Regions from separate parts of the Oryzias latipes genome. Here region 2 is linked to region 1. A link is a contact called in public Hi-C data. All regions are on one chromosome and are shown on one strand. The core of a region is the stretch at or near the end of the contact, and the rest is flanking DNA. Distances in the headings are between cores, read along the strand shown. Region 1 holds the start of bcl11b (B-cell lymphoma/leukemia 11B). Region 2 has its middle 20 kb from the start of vrk1.

Region 1 (4,902 bases), core at 136-2,635:
TGCACGCACACATGAATTTAATTATTTCAAACAGAATTGAAGCAGCTGCGGCCTCCTTTCGCGCACGCCCTGACCAACTGGCGCAATGTAACAGTCCACATATATGAGTTTGATATTCGCATGATAGACTTTGAGGGCGCGTGGCTGTTTAACCGCGCCAGGTGTGTGACCTCGCGCTCAAAAGTTCAACATTTTCGTTCTTATTTAGAAGATTGACGTGCATTAAAACCAAAGCGCCGCAGTTCAGGGGACTAAGAGTTTGTGTTTGACCTAATGTCCAAAAGGTAATACCCGGGGTCAGACCTGGAGGCCTCTTCATCCCTCTCCTCTTCCTCCATCCATCCATCCGCGTTATTACGCGCAGGAGGACACGCTGCACACGCGCATTTTCCGTGCTGGAGCTGGGGTCACAGAGGTGGTGGATCCGGAACCTCTTTATCTAACCTCCGCTGATAGAAGAAAAAGGTTTTGAGGGTTTTTTGTGTTTGTATGTAGCTGACACTCACGCGCCTCAAGCCCCACGCGTGCCTTCACAGATCCGGATAAGCCCCTCGTCCTTGCCTCCTGATTGGCTCATCAGTCAGATGGGCGACAGGTGCATCATTTCTTTTACTTTTCGGAGGTGATTTCTCACTTAAAGGCCATCAGTGTGAGTTATGGCGGACGGCTCCCTGCTTCACCCCGCCTTCATTTGCATATATATGTGCGGCTGTTTGTTTTTATGTTAATGCTAAATAACCCCCCCCCTCCCCTCTCCCCCCCCTGTCGGTTAAATTCCAATCAGAGGGACGTGGAGGTGTCCTTCCAAGTTTTAAGATCACTTTGCCAGCAACTGTTAGCGCTGATTTTGATGTTTATGTGTTCGCACGCAGGCTGGCGCATTAACGGGGACGCGAGGGAAAGTGTCGCGTGCGCGTGGACGCACACCTTGAGAAGGGCGTGACAGGAATCGGAGATGCAAACTCCAGTCTTACTGCCTGTCAGGAGTCAGCAATGTGGGTCATGAGCACCAACCCGCTTTAGTCGATTTGGAATAGACGCCCCCAAACAAAACTCTTGAATTATTTCACACTTTCACACTACCAGCGGGGAGGCCCAAAGGTCATGACCTGGGTTGGCGCTGATTGATATAAAACGCAGATACATCAGATGTGAAGCAGATCCGAACATCCTTTCACATGAACAGAAGTTAAAGATGGAGTTTCCACGCCTTCAGCCGCAGCCATCGAGCCTTTAATGTCAGCTTCATCCGTTAAAGTCCCATTGTCTTTTGTCCTGCAGTCAGCAGTGATGAAGAACAGCAGCTGAGCTGCTCTCTTGATGACCCTGGAAGATCAGGCCAGCGGTGCAACAGCACCCTCTATTGGCAGCCTCATGCAAACCCGCCTGCGCTGCGTTCTCCGGTAAAGCAACAGCTTGTCATTTACAGCAGGCATTGAACGCAACGCAGAATTCCAGTCGTCAAAGTTTGGGTTAGTCCATTAAAAAGGGGGCACAGTTATTGCTTCCACAGGAGCATTGACATCTGCACACACCCAGAACATTTATTTATTCCTCTGTTTTTAAAGAGAATCCTTCTCATTCTAGCTTGACGTGATAAGCTCTAGAAACCAGAAATGATCTCAACTCAACAAATGTATAAGGGATAATTGTCAGATTTGGCATCTATTTGTCTTTCTTATTTTGCGGTTTTGTTTTTGGTATTTCTTTTCTATTTTTCCTTTGTTTTTTTGAATGTCATGGGGTTGTTGTTTTGTTTTCTTCTTCTTTCCACAGTGAACTACATCTTAATTGTGCATTGTGTCCTTGTGAGAAATGTTTAAATTGTGTCTTTAAAATGAATAAAGTTTAAGTCATAAAAAAGAAACATTTGTTCCAGCACAATTACAGCTGCGATACGGTAGTCCATATTGATCATTGTTCTTATTTTTATTAAATGAGGCACCCTGCTAATTAGCTTTTCATTACAAATGATAGATGAAAACGTCCTTTCAAATGAAAAAAAAGTCAATTGAGAAGAAAGGATCGGCCACATCTAGCTTTTTGAAAGAAAAGAAAAAGAAATTAGGAAACAATGGACCCATCTTTGGTGATTTTGGAAAATATTTGACAAAAATCCGTCCAAATATGCATGAATTCTAATTCACAGCTGAACTGAACAATCGAGAAGAAAGTGAGGAACACACACGTGTTCCTCACACACATGCAGAGGGAAGTGGAGGTCCAGCGCTTATCTGGTTGAGCTGCAACTGACTGGTGTGTTAGTGCAGAGGAGACAGAGCTGAGCCCATCCATCACCATGATGGAGGAGAACGTCTCTACTCAGGAGCAACTTCATTCAAGGAATCAGGTGTTAAAGCTAAACTGTTTGGAGCAGCAGCAGCATGTATGACACATTTCAAGACCATTGAAAGGGCCTTCAAATAAAATACAGTCAAGCTTTTGCACGATTTAAAAAATATATTTGAGTGGAAGCTTGATCTGATCCTCCTGTCAAGAATCCACAGAACGTCGGAGAACAAACTGAAGCTGTGTGAAGCAATCTGGAGGTTCTGGTGCTGTCCTTCAGCCGCCGACCTCTGTCCATTAACCTGCCACACTCAACTCAACTCAACATGTTTGCCATCCCTGAGAAGACTTTTTCCTTCATCAAGCCCAAAAATGTTCTACACTTCTTCAGTGTTCTTTGTGTTGTTGGGAGTCAGTCTGTAGAAATAATTAGTTTGACCATCACAGATGGAAATCCTTCATCAGATTTTGCTCCGTCTCTCTGTCTGAGCTCGGTTTGCTGTACTCCGCTGCCCTCTCCTGGCCGCTGCTTCAGGTGGATTCCATGTTCTCCTGATGAAACCCCTCTAGAGAGAGACCTTTTTCACAAATTCATAGAGTTCAGATCATTTTTCAAGTCACTTCCTCCTTTATTGATACTTCCCTAAACTGAGGTCCATTTCTGTCTCCAGTTGCCGTCTCCCCATTCCACCTTTCATCCTCGTCTTCTGCTCTCCTCGGTGATTTGGCCTGACAGTCAGGCTGCTGGGCAAAAGAGCACAAAGTGCCAAAGCCATCATGTCACACAGCCTGTGTCCACCTGAGCGACCGGGCCGCAGTAATGCCTGATGTGGTCAGAGGAAGTGTTGGCTGGCAGGTCTGGAGGAGTCTGGCTCAGGCCTGGGAGGTCTGATGAAGATAAGGTGGGACACGGACGCCGGGCCTCTTCACGCTCACCGGTCAGCACACCGCAGCGCCTGGCCAAGTGTGCGCATGGGGGGATCAGATCTCATCCGAGATGATTTTGTCAACTCTCGGCCCTTTCAGTGACGTCTCCTGACAGGCCATCACACCGGGAGAAAGACCAGAGGGAAGGAGGGGAGTCTGGGAGGAGAGCTGGAACTTTGTGAAACATTTAATGGCACTTACCCATTCCGTTTTAAACATCTAATGTAATTATGAAGCAACTCCCAGGAAATACTGCAGATGTATGCAGTACAGGAGCGTGTCAGCTAACTGTTATGATTGTGCTTTAAATGGATTTTTTGGTCTGCAGTTCATATCGTTATTCATTACGTCTCAATCAACAACAACAAATCTTTTTGGAATATCTCAATTAGCCTTCCATTACATTTCTAGTAGGAACTTTGATGATATAATTTCTGACAAAACCACACTTGACCAAACATGAAGTGTTGATTCAGTATTTTTTAGCTGTGAGAAAAGACAGAATGTAAAAAAAAGTCACTCCTTTTTCACGCTCTCCATTACTCTGGACTGTTGACCCTAGACGCTTAAAATCCTCCACCTTCTTCATCTCTTCTCCCCGTCACCTCACTTTTTCCTTTGGGCTCCTCTCATTCACACACATGTACTCCGTCTTGCTGCTGCGAACCTTCATTCCTCTCCTTTTCTGGGCAAACCTCCATCTCTCTAAATCCTTCTCCACCTGTTCCCTCACTACAAATCACAATATCGTCTGCAAACATCATAATCCACAGTGATTCGTGTGTATGATTATGCAGAAAAGAAGTATTTAACCAACAACAAAAGTTACCCTCAATAATTTGTCATGTAACCCAGGTTGGTCATGACAGAGGTCAAAAGTTTCCAGTAGGTCTTCAGCAAGCACTGTAGCTGCTATTTTTGGTCCATTCTTCCATGCAGATCTCCTCTAAAGCTGTTGGGGTTGTTGCTGGGCAACTCTTCTTCCATAGATTCAATGTTGGATTGAGGCTCAGAGACTGGCTAGACTACTCCAGAACCTTGAAATGCTTTATTTCAGTAGCACCTCCTTTGTCCTGCTGGAAGATCCGGACATGTTTTTATCCTCAGCACCATCACTAATGGAAGGAGTTTTGTTTTGTTTTTTTGTCCCAAATCTCACCATATATGACCCAACTCGTCCTTTCCTTCAAACAGCTCATTTGTTCCGTCCTCTTTGGAAGAAACTGGTCCCAAATTTGGAAGCATTTTTCAATCATAGAGATTTCTGAACATTTTGAAGATGAGTCATAAATTACTTTTTTAGTTGCCACCAACATTAAAGACTCCAAAGTTGGTTAAACTGTTTTCTATTATTGCAAGGCTGCTCTAACAAACTCTTAAACGAGTACAAGCAGCCCAACAGCCTTGAAACTGTGTGGAGTCCTGATAGAATTTATTTAGACCCTAAAATCAAAATCATTTGTGATGTTTTAACAAAGCAGAGTTTGCAGCCCTTCTGATTGAACCAAGAGGATTGATGATGGTTGTCACAATGCACTCAGGCCACGGGTTCCAACAGCTCATCATAACTACTTACAAAAAAAAACACGACTGATAAGAATCCTATCTCAGAGTGAACACAGTGACATAAAACTCCAACCGTTTTTATCTGAAGCATAAAACTAAATGACATTTCCAAGTCCTGTG
Region 2 (4,507 bases), core at 1,218-3,717, 450 kb before region 1:
AAGTGTTGATCAGCTGAATTATCAATAAACTTCCTATAAGGAAAGAGAAGAACATGGACATGTTATTTCACGTGCTCAACTCTGCGGGCGTGTCTCCTGGTTAGTGTGGAGTTGACATCATCTCTAACAAAATATTAGGAGAGCATCAACTTATTAAAAGAAGTTCTTGGGATCAGCCCCCATCAGTCTCTCCAACAAGTTCTGGTTGAAAACTGTGTTCTTCGTCTCTCAGAGGATTGCAAGCAGCAGCCTGTGGTGTTCTGCGTCTCCAGACGACAGATAAGGAAGAAGATGGACTGAAACAATGGGTCCGAAAATATCGTCCATTTCATCAGCCAATTTCACAGCATGAGGCCACAACAGAGGAAGGCAAGCCGTCCCCACTAATTAGACTCAAACCACATGTCCAAATTTAGTTTTAGAGATAAATGCACTCACAGAAACGAAGGTGCTAATAGGGCTATTTGACCAACTCCCAAATGAAATGTCTTTGTTTGCCTTCTGGTCTACCTCACCTTAGAGTGCAGTCCCAAAGGACTAGTGCTTTTCCTCATCATCTTCGACTCACCATCATGGTACCTGAAGAACGTCTGTTTTCCAAAAGCTTCCACTCCTTTTTAAAACAAAGAAATAAATGAAGTGACATGTAGGGAGGCTTGTCTTGTATAGAATAAGAACAGGGCTGTAATTAAACACCACTTCCACATTAGACACATTGATTGAATCAGTTGTTAATATCATCATATTGACGAGAGCAGCCTAAAGAGCAGAATTAGCAATAGTACTATAATCAGCATCTAATCAGTTTCTTCGTGTTTTTGTGGGTTCCTGTTTGTTGAGTTGAAACCATTCTTGATTCCTAAAAATCTCTTGATTTCTCTGATACTTGTTTTAATCAAAGACGAGACAGACATGATGAAAGCAGAAAAAAATTATTAATGATCCAGATGAGTTACCAGGTCTTCAGGCCTTTGGTGAACTTCCACAAAATTTCAATTAAATATAAACTTTATTGTAATTGAAACATGACAAAATATTCAGTTTTAAGTCAACATGTGTGAACGCACAAGGATCTTTTAGGAAATATTTCTTCATTATCTTAACACAATAGAAAACCCTCTCAGATTTACTTTTAAAAGTTAGATTAGATATTTTCTTTTCTGGGCTTTGAATCTCCTCTGAACATCCCATCCATCATGGTGCCGTAGGTTGAGATGGCACATAGACTTCCCATGATGCTAAGTTGTAGTTTTCTCTTTGTTACAGTAAAGGTTACATTGTTTATTTATTTCAATGTGTTACATCCAGATGAAAAAACTTTTTTTTCAATCCATGCAGGCTTAGTGCTCCAGTGTCTTATTTGTGGATTCAGTAGTTATAGATAAATTATGACATTTAGAAGAATTGAACTTGAAATAAATTTGTAAAGGAGTTCTGTGGTTGGGTTGTCCTCGCCAGCTTTCAAGGATGGTCCTAGGATGGATCCAGATTAAAGTCAAAGGTCAAATAATTTCAAAAGGACTTCAAATGAAGACCAAGTCTAAAACTTCAACAGTCATGAGTTTAACCAGTGACTGCACATTAAATACTGGTGTTACCAGTCTAAAGCCTCCAGGTGCATTTGAGCTACTAGATTCTGACCCAGAACCTCAAATAACTCACAACTCAACACATCCCAACCCACCTGAATGCAGAATGAAAAGCGGTGCTGCTTATTATTCTGACCGGGAGCGGTGATTTAATGTTGTCTCAGACAAGAAAATAAGAAAGGACGGTGCAGGTTAATCTCCCTCACACATACAAAACAGCAAACATGCTTGCACCCCGTCTCCTCACCCCTCCAGCCATATCAGCAATCTAAAATTTCACTTACATTCCAATTGAATACAAGCTATCATCACCGGCTGGCTTTATCTGCTGTGATGTATACCCACAAGCTGAAAGAGGGAGGACAACGCGCAACCTATTTGTGTTTATGGCTTTGCAGGGGAAAGAGATAAATGACCTCCTGTTTTTATTTGGTTTTAATGAAGTAGGGACCGAGGGACTCCCAAGCATCCCTCCTCTCTCCCCGCCTGTCCTCTTCCTCCACCCACTGCTTGTTCTTTATTTGTGACCTAGATGCAAGAAGGCTGACAAAGGACACAGGTTACAGGAGAAGCTCCACCAGAGAAGAATGGACACAGAGATGTTAACCTCCGCGATCTCATAAGCTAAGAGGAGGTCTCCCCTGGGCGGGGAGGTCGGCTGGGAGCAGGACAGCTTGGGACAGGAACATTTTGTGTGGCCTCCACATGTCTGCCGCACCAAATGGCCGCACCGGCTCGCCGTTAATTGGACGCTCGGGCCTCCAATTAAGGCCACGGCTCAAAAGGCGGCTGGGGAGGAAAACACGGGCGACGCATTCGCATGCATAAACACGGCCGACCCTCCTACGGAGCTTTCCTTGGGACTTCATTAAGAGTGTAGTGAAGGGGCTCCTGGGGGAGAAGGGACACATGCATCCACGGAGTTAACACACAAACCTGCGTTACTGTGTACACACAGGTTGTTAGAAGCAGCTGGAGACCTGCTTAAATATACCCAGCTCCTCCTCATGCACACCTCCCACCTTACCGCCTTTGTTCCGCTCTTCATTCAGGTTCTCCTCCAGGCTCCACAAACCTTCAGTGACTGTGTTCTGATCTACGCTCACACTAAAGTCTGTTCAAACCAATGACCTGGGCAATTCTTATCTTTGATTGGTTGAATTGGTTCACTTTTGTCATGCAGAAAGTTGGTTGTTTCTAGTTGCTTTGAATCACATTCATTCACTGGTGTCAGAACTCAATAACGACCAATCTTGAAGGGATAACAAGGTTGTTTCAAACAGTTTGAACTTTATTTCAATGGTATAAAATATTTGTTCCATGCTGATAGTACAGAAATTTAACTCTACCAAAGATAAGAATCTGGTCAGACAATGCTCACAGAAACCCTAAGAAACATCTCTGATCCTACAGACTTTGGCTAGCATATCAAACTTTGAGCTTTGTAAAAAAACAATTAGAGAAGCACCAAATTGTAACAGTTTGTTTTGGAAAAGATGCAGTGGAAAAGCTTCTTCTGTCTTTGAAGTAGATTACAATACAGTTTTGATTTGTACAGTTGCATCTGAAAAAAACCCTGGAAATCTGGAGTAGGTGGAAACAAGTGTACATTTCAGCTCATAAACCTTAAAAACCACCTGCAAAGAAAATAAGAGAGAAAAAAATCTGTTAAACCAAGCTGAAGCTGTAAAAATATTGGTGCATGACTCTCAGTTCAGAAGAGACTGATTGTGTTTGAAAGGATCTTCTCGTCTCCACAGGTACCAGAGAGCATGTTGTGAGATCACCTCCAAGCTTTTTGTTTGGGCACGCTGCGTGCCTGTTAGCACCTCGCTCTTTATTTATTTATTTTCTTCTGAATGTAATGAAAAACAGAAGAGCTGTTAATATTTAAAAAGGTCGAGTGTTTCCCGGAGTGTTGCGTGTCTGAAGGATGGTCCTCGGGGAGGCTGAGCCGCCGCTCTGCTGCTTCTTCTGCTCAACAAAAGACTTGAAGACGGCTGCAAAGATGCATGATGGCTTTTGTCGTCTGGTCATGCTTGTTCCATGTTTCACGGGTGAGAGCATTTGTTCTCTCATTAACTTTTAACAACAGCTGAGAAATGTATTAGTGCTCCGACTGTGTTTGTGTCTTTGTGTTGATGTGAGCACACCACTTTGTCTGCTTTGGGTGGAGAGTTTGTCAGTTCATCAAACCATTAAGAGGCAAACATTGGCCTAAATTTCATGGGATAGATTCCTGGATAACGTTGTTCTCTGATCATCTTCACATATGTTATTGGATTCATGAAGCAGTGTGTGTCGTAATCAAAACAAAAAAGGTAAAGCACGACCAACTTTAAGCAGCAAGATCAATTTACATTGGTGGACAAAATTGTTGGTACCCCTCAGTTAAAGAAAGAAAGTCCACAATGCTCACTGAAATGACTTGAAAAATTCATAAGTAACAATAAATTAAAATTTATGGAAAATTAAATAATCAAAATCAGCCATTACTTATGAGTTGCTGATTAACAGAATTATTTAAAAAAAAATGAAATAGGGCTGGACAAAAATGATGGTACCCATAACTTAATATTTTGTTACCCAACCTTTTGAGATAATCAATGAAACGGTTTCTGTATTTGTCAATGAGCCTTCTGCACCTGCCGACAGGTATTTTGGCCCACTCCTCATGAGCAAACTGCTCCAGTTGTCTCAGGTTTGACGGGTGTCTTCTCCAAATGGCATGTTTCAGCTCCTTCCACAGATGTTCAATGGGATTCAGATCTGGGCTTATAGGAGGCCACTTCAGAATAGTCCAACACTTTTCTCTTAGCCATTTTTGGGGGTTTCTGGCTGTGTGTTTTGGATCCTTGTCCTGTTGGAAGACCCATGACCTGCGACTGAGACCAAGCTTTCTGACACTAGGCAGCACA

The links. Hi-C and Micro-C count contacts between places; a contact is called where the count stands out from the background.
Region 2: a Hi-C map of embryo shows a contact between it and region 1, with 2.4 times the contacts expected there. The contact joins the enhancer-like site here to the promoter of bcl11b in region 1. A contact is called at or near these places in 2 of 5 Hi-C or Micro-C datasets (embryo and fibroblasts).

The regions. Positions count from the first base shown.
Region 1 is chr22:3,391,744-3,396,645 of ASM223467v1, reverse strand. bcl11b (B-cell lymphoma/leukemia 11B) reads right to left here and starts at 1,385. Exons shown (of 3, transcript XM_023951914.1): 1 at 304-1,385. The coding sequence starts at 346.
Region 2 is chr22:3,839,116-3,843,622 of ASM223467v1, reverse strand. No RefSeq gene overlaps it. Among protein-coding and RNA genes, the nearest start is that of vrk1, 20 kb to the left of the region's middle. Within about 2 kb of position 2,467, at least 1 of the 8 cell types and tissues checked has an H3K27ac peak or open chromatin away from gene starts, as enhancers often do. A contact at or near this core is called in embryo, where this site is marked.